Regions from separate parts of the Rattus norvegicus genome. Here all the other regions are linked to region 1. Evidence: chromatin contacts called from public Hi-C data. All regions are on one chromosome and are shown on one strand. Each heading gives the region's core, a stretch centred on a gene start, on an enhancer-like site or on the middle of the called end of the contact. The rest is flanking DNA. Distances are from core to core; before and after follow the strand shown.

Region 1 (3,317 bases), core at 671-3,170:
TTTCTTTGAGAACCTGGGTCACTTTGAGCTCCCCCTCCGTCTGGGAGGCGAACATCCGATGTGCACAGTGCCACAGAGGGAGCTATGAGAACAAAGAGGTGGTCTGTGCACCTGTGAGAAGGCACAGCAGGGACAGGCAGGATTGGGGGTGCTAGTGAGCACTGGTGAAGGGGCCGTCCATCACTCCTCAGACTCACCTGAAGGCCCAGAGCAGGCCACTACTCTAGACTTTCAGGGACGTACCCTGGGTCTCTGTGGTACGTTTGTGTGTGTGAAGCTGCCTGTGTGTACACATTCCTTGGGGTCAGAGAACAAGCGCAGCTGTCCTTCTCAGAGATATCACCCTGGCTTTTTTGAGACAGGGGCTCTCACTGGTTCATCAAGTTGGCAAGGTGGCAGGCTGGCAGGCAAGCCCCAGATATCCGCCTGTCTTGCCCTCCCAGCACTGGGATTTCAAGTACGTCCCCTCACACCTGGCTTCTGTTCTTTTTATTTTTAGTTTTGTGTGTGTGTGTGTGTGTGTGTGTGTGTGTGTGTGTGTGTGTGTGTGTGTATAAAAGAGTGCACACATGGATGCAAGGTCTTCAGAGGTTGGATGAGGGAGGTGATCAGATCCCGGGGGCGGGGGTTACGGGCAGTTTGTGAGTTGATTGACATAGATGCTGGAAACCAAATTGAGATCCTCCACCAAGACACCCTTGTCCACCATCTCACATGGGTCCTGGGGGGTGACTCAGATCATCCCCGTAAGCACTTTACCAACCGTGTCATTTCCCCAGCTCTCTCATTAGCCAATCTTTTTTTCCTTTTTTTTTTTTTTTCTTTTTTTCGGAGCTGGGGACCGAACCCAGGGCCTTGTGCTTGCTAGGCAAGCGCTTTACCACTGAGCTAAATCCCCAACCCCTCATTAGCCAATCTTAAAGGACAAAATGGAGTCTGTCCCTCTACAGCAGCATCCCAGAGCTGACCCTAAGGCAGGTCCTCTGAAGCAGTGAGTGAGCAGATATAGGTAGGCCAAGATGCCTAAGAGGTGGCTGAAATGCAGACCAGAGGAGAGGTCTGGAGTTAGGTGGTCTGTGTGCTACACGGAGGAACGGAACCATGAGGCTGTGAGGCTGAGCACAGCTGGAAGGTTTGAGGGTAGAACTGAGCCTGAGACAGAAGCATTGGCGGAAGAACAGGATGGCAAGGTAAAATCACTCAGGGTTGCAGATTCCTCAAAGGAGGATGTCATTTTAGCACACCTATCCTGGTACCACACATGACCTGCCCTGGATGTCCTGCAACAAAACTCCTCAGCTGGAGAGGCACATTCAAGACCAGCAGGCAAGTACGGAAAGATGGATGAGGTAGAGCTAAAGAGGAGAAAGAGTGGCTTACGATTTTATTCCAGGAGTTAGGAGGAATGTCACAAGTTCTAGGCCAGCCAGGCCTATAATTCAAGAACCTGTCTCAAAAAACAGCAGGGATTGGAAGAATTAGGAGAGCTCGCCCAGTGCTGGGCTCCTACTCCAGTCTGCAGGCTATGGAGAGTGAAGGTCAGAGGCCTGGTCAGCATGAAACTGCAGGGTACAGGCTCTGCCCAGCACCAAACCCTTGACTCGGGGTGATAACACCAATGTTTTCCTATACGTAAGGCGGCCTCTCCCAGGGCCTCTATACTGTTACTGTTTATGGAACTGTCTCCCGATCCTGAGTCCGGTACCCCCCAGCACGCCCGGTACGATGCAGAGGGCAGGAGAGAATGAATGAGAACAAGGAAGGGCCTCGGCCCTGCCCCGCGTCCCCAGCCTGACAACAGCCGCCCGAGCTCCCCCGCAGCTCCGCCCGAGCCCCGCCGGCTCACCCCGCGGCTCCCGCGGAGCAAAGGCATAGCGGCCACGGGGCCCCATGCCGCCATGCCCGGCGACGCAGCCCGAGGTCACGGTGCAGCCGGAAAGACGCAGGCACTGTGTCCAGATTCGCCGCCCTGGACGAGCCCGCCCCCTGCCGCCCGGAGGCCGCGTCCGCTCCACGGTTGCCACCCGGAACCGGCCGTACCTGCAAGCACGGGAGCCCTCCGTCCTGCCACGGCCAGTTTTCACTTCAGGGTCCCCTATCTGCCCCCAGGTCACACTCCTCAGTAGCCAGAACCCTGGCGTGCACAGGATAGGCCCCCCTCACCCCGGCATCCTAGTCACTGCTCTTGGAAGTTGGCTTCTTTCCTGAAGAAGTTTCTGTGAAAGTCTCGAGCAACCCGGGTCTTCTACGGTTTGTGTTCTAGAAAGAGTGGAGACTTGATGAGGGGGCTGAAACTGGAGGGCAGACTGCTACAATGGCCAAGTGGGATAGGGTGTGGCGGGGTGTTAGATGAAAATTTGTTTTGGATTTCCCTGAGTTTCAGGGACAGAGGTCAGAACAGGCATAGAATAGCACCTGTAATCTCAGGACTGTTTTGTGTTCAAAACCAGCCAGGGCTAAGGTGAGGACAGCTTGGGCTGAGACCCCTCTCAAGACTAAAACTATTTTTTTTTCTTTTTTCTTTTTTTCGGAGCTGGGGACCGAACCCAGGGCCTTGCGCTTGCTAGGCAAGTGCTCTACCACTGAGCTAAATCCCCAACCCCCGACTAAAACTATTTTTAATCATACTTTTAATCCCACCACTGGAGAGACAAAGGCAGGTAGATCTGAGTTCAAGCCCAGCCAATCGACTTAGTTTAAGGTCAGCCAGGGCCACACAGTGAGACTCTGTCTCAAAACAATAAAAAAAAAAAAAAAAAGAAAAGAAAAAGAAATCTCCAGAAAAGGGTAGGATTTGGAACACACACCATGAGGACAGAGTATGCACTTGTGCCTATGCAATCTGTACCTCTTTTGTGGATTGGATCTAGATTTGTTCTTTAAAGTGACCAACTAAAAGTAGGCTTATTTATATAGGTCCAGCATGGTGGCCCACACCTTTAATCCAAGCACACAGGAGGCAGAGGCAGGTGATCTGTTAGTTCAAGGATTGCTTGGCCAATTGAGCGAGTTCCACGACAGTAAGGACTACATAGAGAAACCCTGTCTCAAAACTAAACTTGTTCATTCATTCCAATGTTGAGTGACTTCTGAGTACCAGCCCTCACCTCCAGATTACTTGATAGGCATATTTTTCTGCTTGATTCCTTAAACTTTACGGTTAGTGTAACTAGGGATAATTTATTAACTTTTAAGTTTCATTTATGCCAAGAATACAATCAACACTGTAGAGTGGCCCCTCCTTGCTAATGAGCAGGAACTATAACTAGATGGTGACTGGTTTAAGATTGGTCACAGGATCTGAACCAGACCATTGA
Region 2 (3,144 bases), core at 208-2,707, 160 kb before region 1:
AGTGTATGTGATTACACTTTCCCTGGCTTCACGCATACCAGAAGAGGGCATCGAATCCCATTACAAGACGGTCATGAGCCACAATGTCGTTGCTGGGATTTGAACTCAGGACCTCTGGAAGAGCAGTCAGTGCTCTTGACTGATGACCATTTCTCCAGGACTGTAGGTTTAATGTTCCAGAAAGTCTCTCCTCACTCACTGCATATCTCATTCTGTGTCCTTGGCACGTCTCTCCAGGATTCATTTCCATGGAGCCAACTCCATGCTTAATCCGACTCATTTTCCTGATAAGAGTCTTCCAAGAGAACACTTACCTATTTAAAAGTCAAAATAATATGGGGTTTAATAAACTGATTCCTTCACATATAAAATAATGGTCCAACATTGTGCTGGCAGTTACACAGAATGAGAAACATTACTTATGTACATTATTGGATTGTGTTCCCTTCCTGCTTAAAATTGTCTAGTTTCTTCTGTAGGCAATAAAGTCTCAAAGTATGGAGGAAGAAGCCATTTATCTTAGGGCCAGTGAGACGGCTCAGCAGGAAAAACACTAGCTGCCAAGACTGACAGCCTGAGTTTGACCAGACTCTTATAAGTCTTCCTGATGGTGCATGTGCACCATCAACCTGTAAATAAAACAATACAGAGTGGGCATGGTGGGGCACACACGTAGTCTTACCACTTGGGTGGGGGAGGCAGGAGGACAAAATAGCACTACATGAGTCCTTGTCTCAAAATATCAAAATAAGTATAACAAAATTTTTGTTGTTGTTCTGTTTTTCAAGACAGGATTTCTCTGTGTATCCCTGGCTGTCTTGGAACTCACTCTGTACACCAGACTGGCCTCAATATCACAGAGATCTGCCTGCCTCTACTTCCCAAGTGCTAAGATCAAAAGCATGTGCCACCATCACCCAGCAGTTTAAGATTTTTAATTACAATTTATATGGTGTGGAGATCCAACGCAGGGCCTGTGCATGCTAGACAATCATTTTACAATTGAGCTATATCTCCAACCCTCCATTTATTTTCACTTGTCTCTAGAAATGCAAAGGTTAGCATGCTCAAAGCCATAGTTTCTAAAAGTACTTGCCTGACAACCTGAGTTTGATCCCAGGGACCCACATAGTGAAAACAGGGAACCAGTCCTGCAAATTGTCCTCTGAACTACAAATATATATAACATACATACATACAATTATATATATATATGACAAAAGGGCTATACATATATATGTATCACACATATTAATTAAAACAACGAAAGGGCTATGAACGCCTGAACTCTACCTCAGCACACCCTCCTACACCTCAACACCGAGAAACCCCATATCACCCCCGCAAACATCGCGAGAACAGAGCAGTCCCTGAGGCCTCACCCGCTTAGCGAGCTAAAACCAGCCATTTCCTGTCTGACGGTCCTCTGACGTCAGAGATGCGCAGGAGTCGCTTTACCGCAGGCGGAAGTGCCCTCGGCGGAAGTGCCCGCCTTGCTAAGCTTGGGTAGGATGGCTGCAGGTCGGTTCCTTCTGCGTAGACTCCGAGCGTCTTTCCGTTCCCAGCCTCGGAACGCGCTCGTGGACGCACCACGCGCCAGGGGCATGCACGACGGGGGCGGCCCCCGAAGGCTCTGCATTGAAGGCAACATCGGTAAGGGCCAGAAAGTGGCTGTCAAGCCGTGGCCTCCGCCGAGTAGGTGACTGAGAGGCTGGGAAAAGAAGCTGGCCTCAGATCCTGCCCTAGCCCTGCCCACCTGACCCCCCTTCTCGGCCACCGCCAGATCTGCTGGTTCTGCTTGTTAGGCCTTTCTCCCACAGTGCACCATGGGTTTTGATTTGGGAGACATTGGGCCTCAGTGCCCGCCCACCTCCTCACCCACGGGGACGTAAAAGCCTGACGCAGGCTTTAGATAGCCCCAGAATTATACTGGTTTACTGGCATGTTTCATTCGCTAGAAATAGACAGTGTGCCGTTTGTTTTCCTAAAATAGCATCAGCAGATTTAGCAAAAGTAAAAATAAATGTCCAGTTTACATAGAATTTAAGATAATTTTGGTGTGTCACATGTAGTATTTGGGGCATACACTTAAAAATGAGCTATTGTTTATGTAGACTCAATTTTTTTTCCCTGAGACAACGTTTTTCTGTGTAGCCTTGGCTGTCCTGAAAGTCACTCTGTGGACCAGGCTGGCCTGGAACGCACAAGAGGTCTACTTCCCTCTGCCTCCCTTGTGCTGGGATTAAGGGGGGATGCCATCACCACTCGGCTTAGATCAATTCTTAACAGATTCCATTTTCACTATTTTGCTGTACCCCCATGTTTATTGCACTATAAATTATTATGGTGGTGTTCTTTTGTTTTGAAAACAGTCACTATGTAGCCCTAGCTGGCTTGGACCTTGCTGTTGAGACCAAGCTGGGCTCAAACTCACAGAAAGTTGCCTGCCTCGTTAGGAAATAAATATTTATTATATATTTTGTTATAAGTAACCCAGTATCTTACACAGAAAACAGGAAAGCAGCATGGAAGCAAAATGGTTCAACTCAATGTTGCTGAGTTCTGAGGGTACTTAGCTGTGGGCAGACACTGATTCATAATGGGATCAGCAGATATGGGGTGCTCAAGACATTCTAGCAGCAAATAGTTTCTCATTGTATTCATTCAACAATCACCCCTTGAGTTTCTTCCCTCTGCTGGCACTGCTCTTGGCTCTGAGGATACAGCCATGAGCAGATCAAATAAAAATTCTCCACTTGTGGACTTTTAATAGGGAATGATACATCATAAAACTACAGAAATTGGGGCTGAGGATTTAGCTCTCAGTGGTAGAGCGCTTACCTAGGAAGCGCAAGGCCCTGGGTTCGGTCCCCAGCTCCGAAAAAAAGAACCAAAAAAAAAAAAACAAAAAAAAACAAAAAAAGACTACAGAAATTAAGCAGGGTAAATAATAGTGTATTAGATACTGAGTAGGAGGAGAGGTTGAGGATGGTTGTCTATCTTCTAAATAGGGTAATCAGCAAATTCCTCGAAGGTGAAGGGATGCTTGATCAATAACCTGAATAAAGTGAGGGAGTGAGTGGACCATGTGAGTAGCTGACCACATTATCCAGAGCAAGTCCGAAAGCCTAGGGGATAGGATGG
Region 3 (2,927 bases), core at 239-2,738, 230 kb before region 1:
CGGCCTGGTGGGTTTCCTTCTGTATCTCACAACTGTAGCCTTTCAGAGCAGGAACTGAGGTTTCCTTCCTCAACGTTCCTCAAGCACTCCTGCAGACTTAGTATGATAGACACCTACTAAAGTCATGAGTGCACCCCATCTTCATGAGTGCACCCCATCTCAATGCCTTCTGCTCCTGGCTCTGATTGCCTCGTAGAGAAGATCTGGCCCCAAGAACAAAATGATCAGCCTGTCATCTCCACTTTTCACAGTTGATTAGTCCACCCCTGCCATCCTGGGGACCGTGAGTGAGACAGACGACCTTTCCCTCAGTGCACATCCAAGAATGTGTATTGAGTTTGGGACCACAAGTCATGGAGACGGAGCTAAGTAAGTCAGAAAATCTCCCTTCTCCTGAGAAACCGTATTTTAGGAGAATCCTACAGGACTGAGGACTATGAAGAGAGCTAAAGCAGAGCCAACATGGGCTAGTGAGAAGGGTCAGAGGGTAGAGGCACTTACTGTCAGGGCTGATAACCTGAGTTCTGTCCCCAGAAGCCGTCCCACAAGTTGTCCTCTGACAATCACCATTCTGTGGCATGCTCCCCACTCCCACTTCCACACAGCCTCACCGACCGCATCAACACACACACACACACACACACACACACACACACACACACGCATACGCACGCGAGCGCGCGCGCACGCACACACACACACACACACACACACACGAAAAAAATGTATGATTAAAAAGCAAAAACAAGACTGACTGGCAGAGGGTGTCTGCTTAGTTAGGTAGTCAGTGATGTTTTGTTTGAAACAGTGATGTCAGCTCGGCTGTGAATGACAAGACAGATAGCTATCCCCCTTGAAATATTAAATTGCTATTATTCTGATGGCAGAGCCATTGACAGAAAACTCAAGCTTCGGAACCCGACCCTTGGAGGCTCTCTGAGAGCCAAAATGCATAAGTGGGCTGGACTTAGGCCGCCGCACATACGTAGCAGATGTGCAGCTCGTTCTTCATGTGGGTCCCCCAACGACTGGAGTGGGGGCTGTCCCTAAAGCTGTTCTCTGTCTGTGGATTCCGTTCCCACAACTGGGCTGCCTTCTCTGGCCTCAGTGGGAGAGGATGAGCCTAGCCCTGCAGAGACTGGACGTGCCACGGGGGACGGAGGGAGGGCGGTATAGCCAGGGGTGGGAGGGATTATGCGGGTGAGGGGGAGGACTGGCAAGAGTGGGGGAGTTCAACGATAAGGATGTAAAGTGAATAAAAAAATAAATGGGGGGAAAAACATACTGGTTTGTGCTGCTTGTGCTGCAGTTCCCTCTTTCACTTGGTTTCCTTTTCTTCCTGGTTCGTTTTTCTTTACCTAAACGACTGCTGCAGCGCTCGCTCTCATTGGTGGAAGATTCCAGCCCCACCCACCGTTTCTCCACACCAAGTCCTAAATCCTTGGAGCGTAATTGAAGGAGTGGCGAGAGTGGGCGTGTCATCGGAGGTGACGTTTCCGGAAGCTCCGACTGTCATCCTTCAGGAAAGGTGGGAAGGGTCCCGGGAATGCTGCGGGACTGGGGATCCTGGCGCGGTGGGACCCCGCGGGGAGAGGCCGTGTGTGTGGGGTCCATGTCCCTGGCCCCGGCCGGCCGCGCGCGAGCTCCGGGATGGCCCTGTCTTCAGGGCTGGCTCCTGACCAGCCAGGCCTGTTCTCAACACTCCTTGCATTTTCGAGAAAACTGAGTGCCTTCTAGATGGGCGCTGCCAGCAGTTACTGCTGGATCCGATGCACAAGCTCGGCAGGGTTGCTGAACCCTATGTTGTCCCGAACCACTCGATGGCTTCTGGGGGATAGTCCCTTCTTTACCCACAAGTGCCTCTCTCTCGAGGTGCCTGGCATCCCATTCCAATGAGCTACTCTGGGCTGTGCCCAGTTCGGCGGTTAGGGACACGGGCAGGTTTATACTCACAATGCTCCCACACCCCTAGCAGCCCCCAACTTTTACTAGAAAAGGGAGTTTAGTGGGGAAACTTCATGGACAAAATGCCACCCCAAAGTTAAAGCAAGCTAAGCAGAATTGGCCTAGAGAAAAAAATCTCTGAGGACAGGTGAGTAGAACTCAGAAAAACAACAGCTAAACGAACCACTGTAATCTGCGGTTCCGGGGGTTAGGGGGTGGGGGACAGATGGGAATCCTGACTGAGGAATAAGGAATAAGATGGAAAAAACAAGACCTCTGAAACCTAAGACGAGTGTATTCTAGAACAGGCTGGCTAGGGTGTGCCGTTATCCAGTGCACATGGACAACCCCATTTCACCCCGGATTATGTGCAATGATGGTGTCACAGAGCCCAGAAGCAACATCTAGGAAGACTGTAAATTCCTGGAGTTTGGGCATCAATGAGTAGGAACTCCTAGAGAGTCCCACCCCAACTGAGGTACTGTCACTCAGCCGTGCAAGCCCTGCTTGGCTTGTGGAGACAAGTATACTTTGATGCTTCCAGGTACTAACTACCTAGCCCCGAAAACGGTGACTGTGATGGACTGAAGTGAAGGGTGGTTTAGTGAGCAGAGTTGGTAATATTCGCCCTAGAAAGGACCCCCTCCCATTAACCTCATGTTCAAATCTGAGGAAGTATATCCTGGTAAATACCACCATTTATTCTCTATGAGATGAAATGGTCAGTGTGAATTCACCAGGCAGTCTTTTTTTTTTTAACATTTATTTATTTATTTATTATGTATACATCATACAGCTTTCTGCCTGGCAGGTCAGAAGAGGGCACCAGACCTGATTATAGATGGTTGTGAGCCACCATGTGGTTGCTGGGAATTGAACTCAGGACCTCTGGAAGAGCAGACTGTGCTCTTAACCTCTGAGCCATCTCTCCAGCCCCTCACCAGGCAGTCTTCATGAGGGTGCAGTGAACACACTCTGCCAGG

Evidence for each region. Hi-C and Micro-C count contacts between places; a contact is called where the count stands out from the background.
Region 2: a contact with region 1 is called in a Hi-C map of frontal cortex, with 2.1 times the contacts expected there. The contact joins the promoter of Dguok here to the promoter of Bola3 in region 1. A contact is called at or near these places in 2 of 12 Hi-C or Micro-C datasets (frontal cortex and kidney) and 1 of 1 datasets of contacts at active chromatin or transcription factors (oligodendrocytes).
Region 3: a Hi-C map of Schwann cells shows a contact between it and region 1, with 7 times the contacts expected there. The contact joins the promoter of Stambp here to the promoter of Bola3 in region 1. A contact is called at or near these places in 11 of 12 Hi-C or Micro-C datasets (the A7r5 cell line, the Rat2 cell line, Schwann cells and 6 more) and 1 of 1 datasets of contacts at active chromatin or transcription factors (oligodendrocytes).

Annotation. Positions count from the first base shown.
Region 1 is chr4:117,409,647-117,412,963 of GRCr8, reverse strand. Bola3 (bolA family member 3) reads right to left here and starts at 1,920. Exons shown (of 4, transcript NM_001106601.1): 1 at 1,847-1,920; 2 at 1-82. The coding sequence starts at 1,900.
Region 2 is chr4:117,570,727-117,573,870 of GRCr8, reverse strand. Dguok (deoxyguanosine kinase) reads left to right here and starts at 1,457. Exons shown (of 7, transcript NM_001106602.1): 1 at 1,457-1,653. The coding sequence starts at 1,512. LOC120102320 (a long non-coding RNA gene) reads right to left here and starts at 1,518. Exons shown (of 2, transcript XR_005503661.1): 1 at 1,383-1,518; 2 at 1-314.
Region 3 is chr4:117,636,781-117,639,707 of GRCr8, reverse strand. It overlaps Stambp (Stam binding protein), which reads left to right and starts at 1,488. Exons shown (of 11, transcript NM_138531.2): 1 at 1,488-1,528; 2 at 2,756-2,926.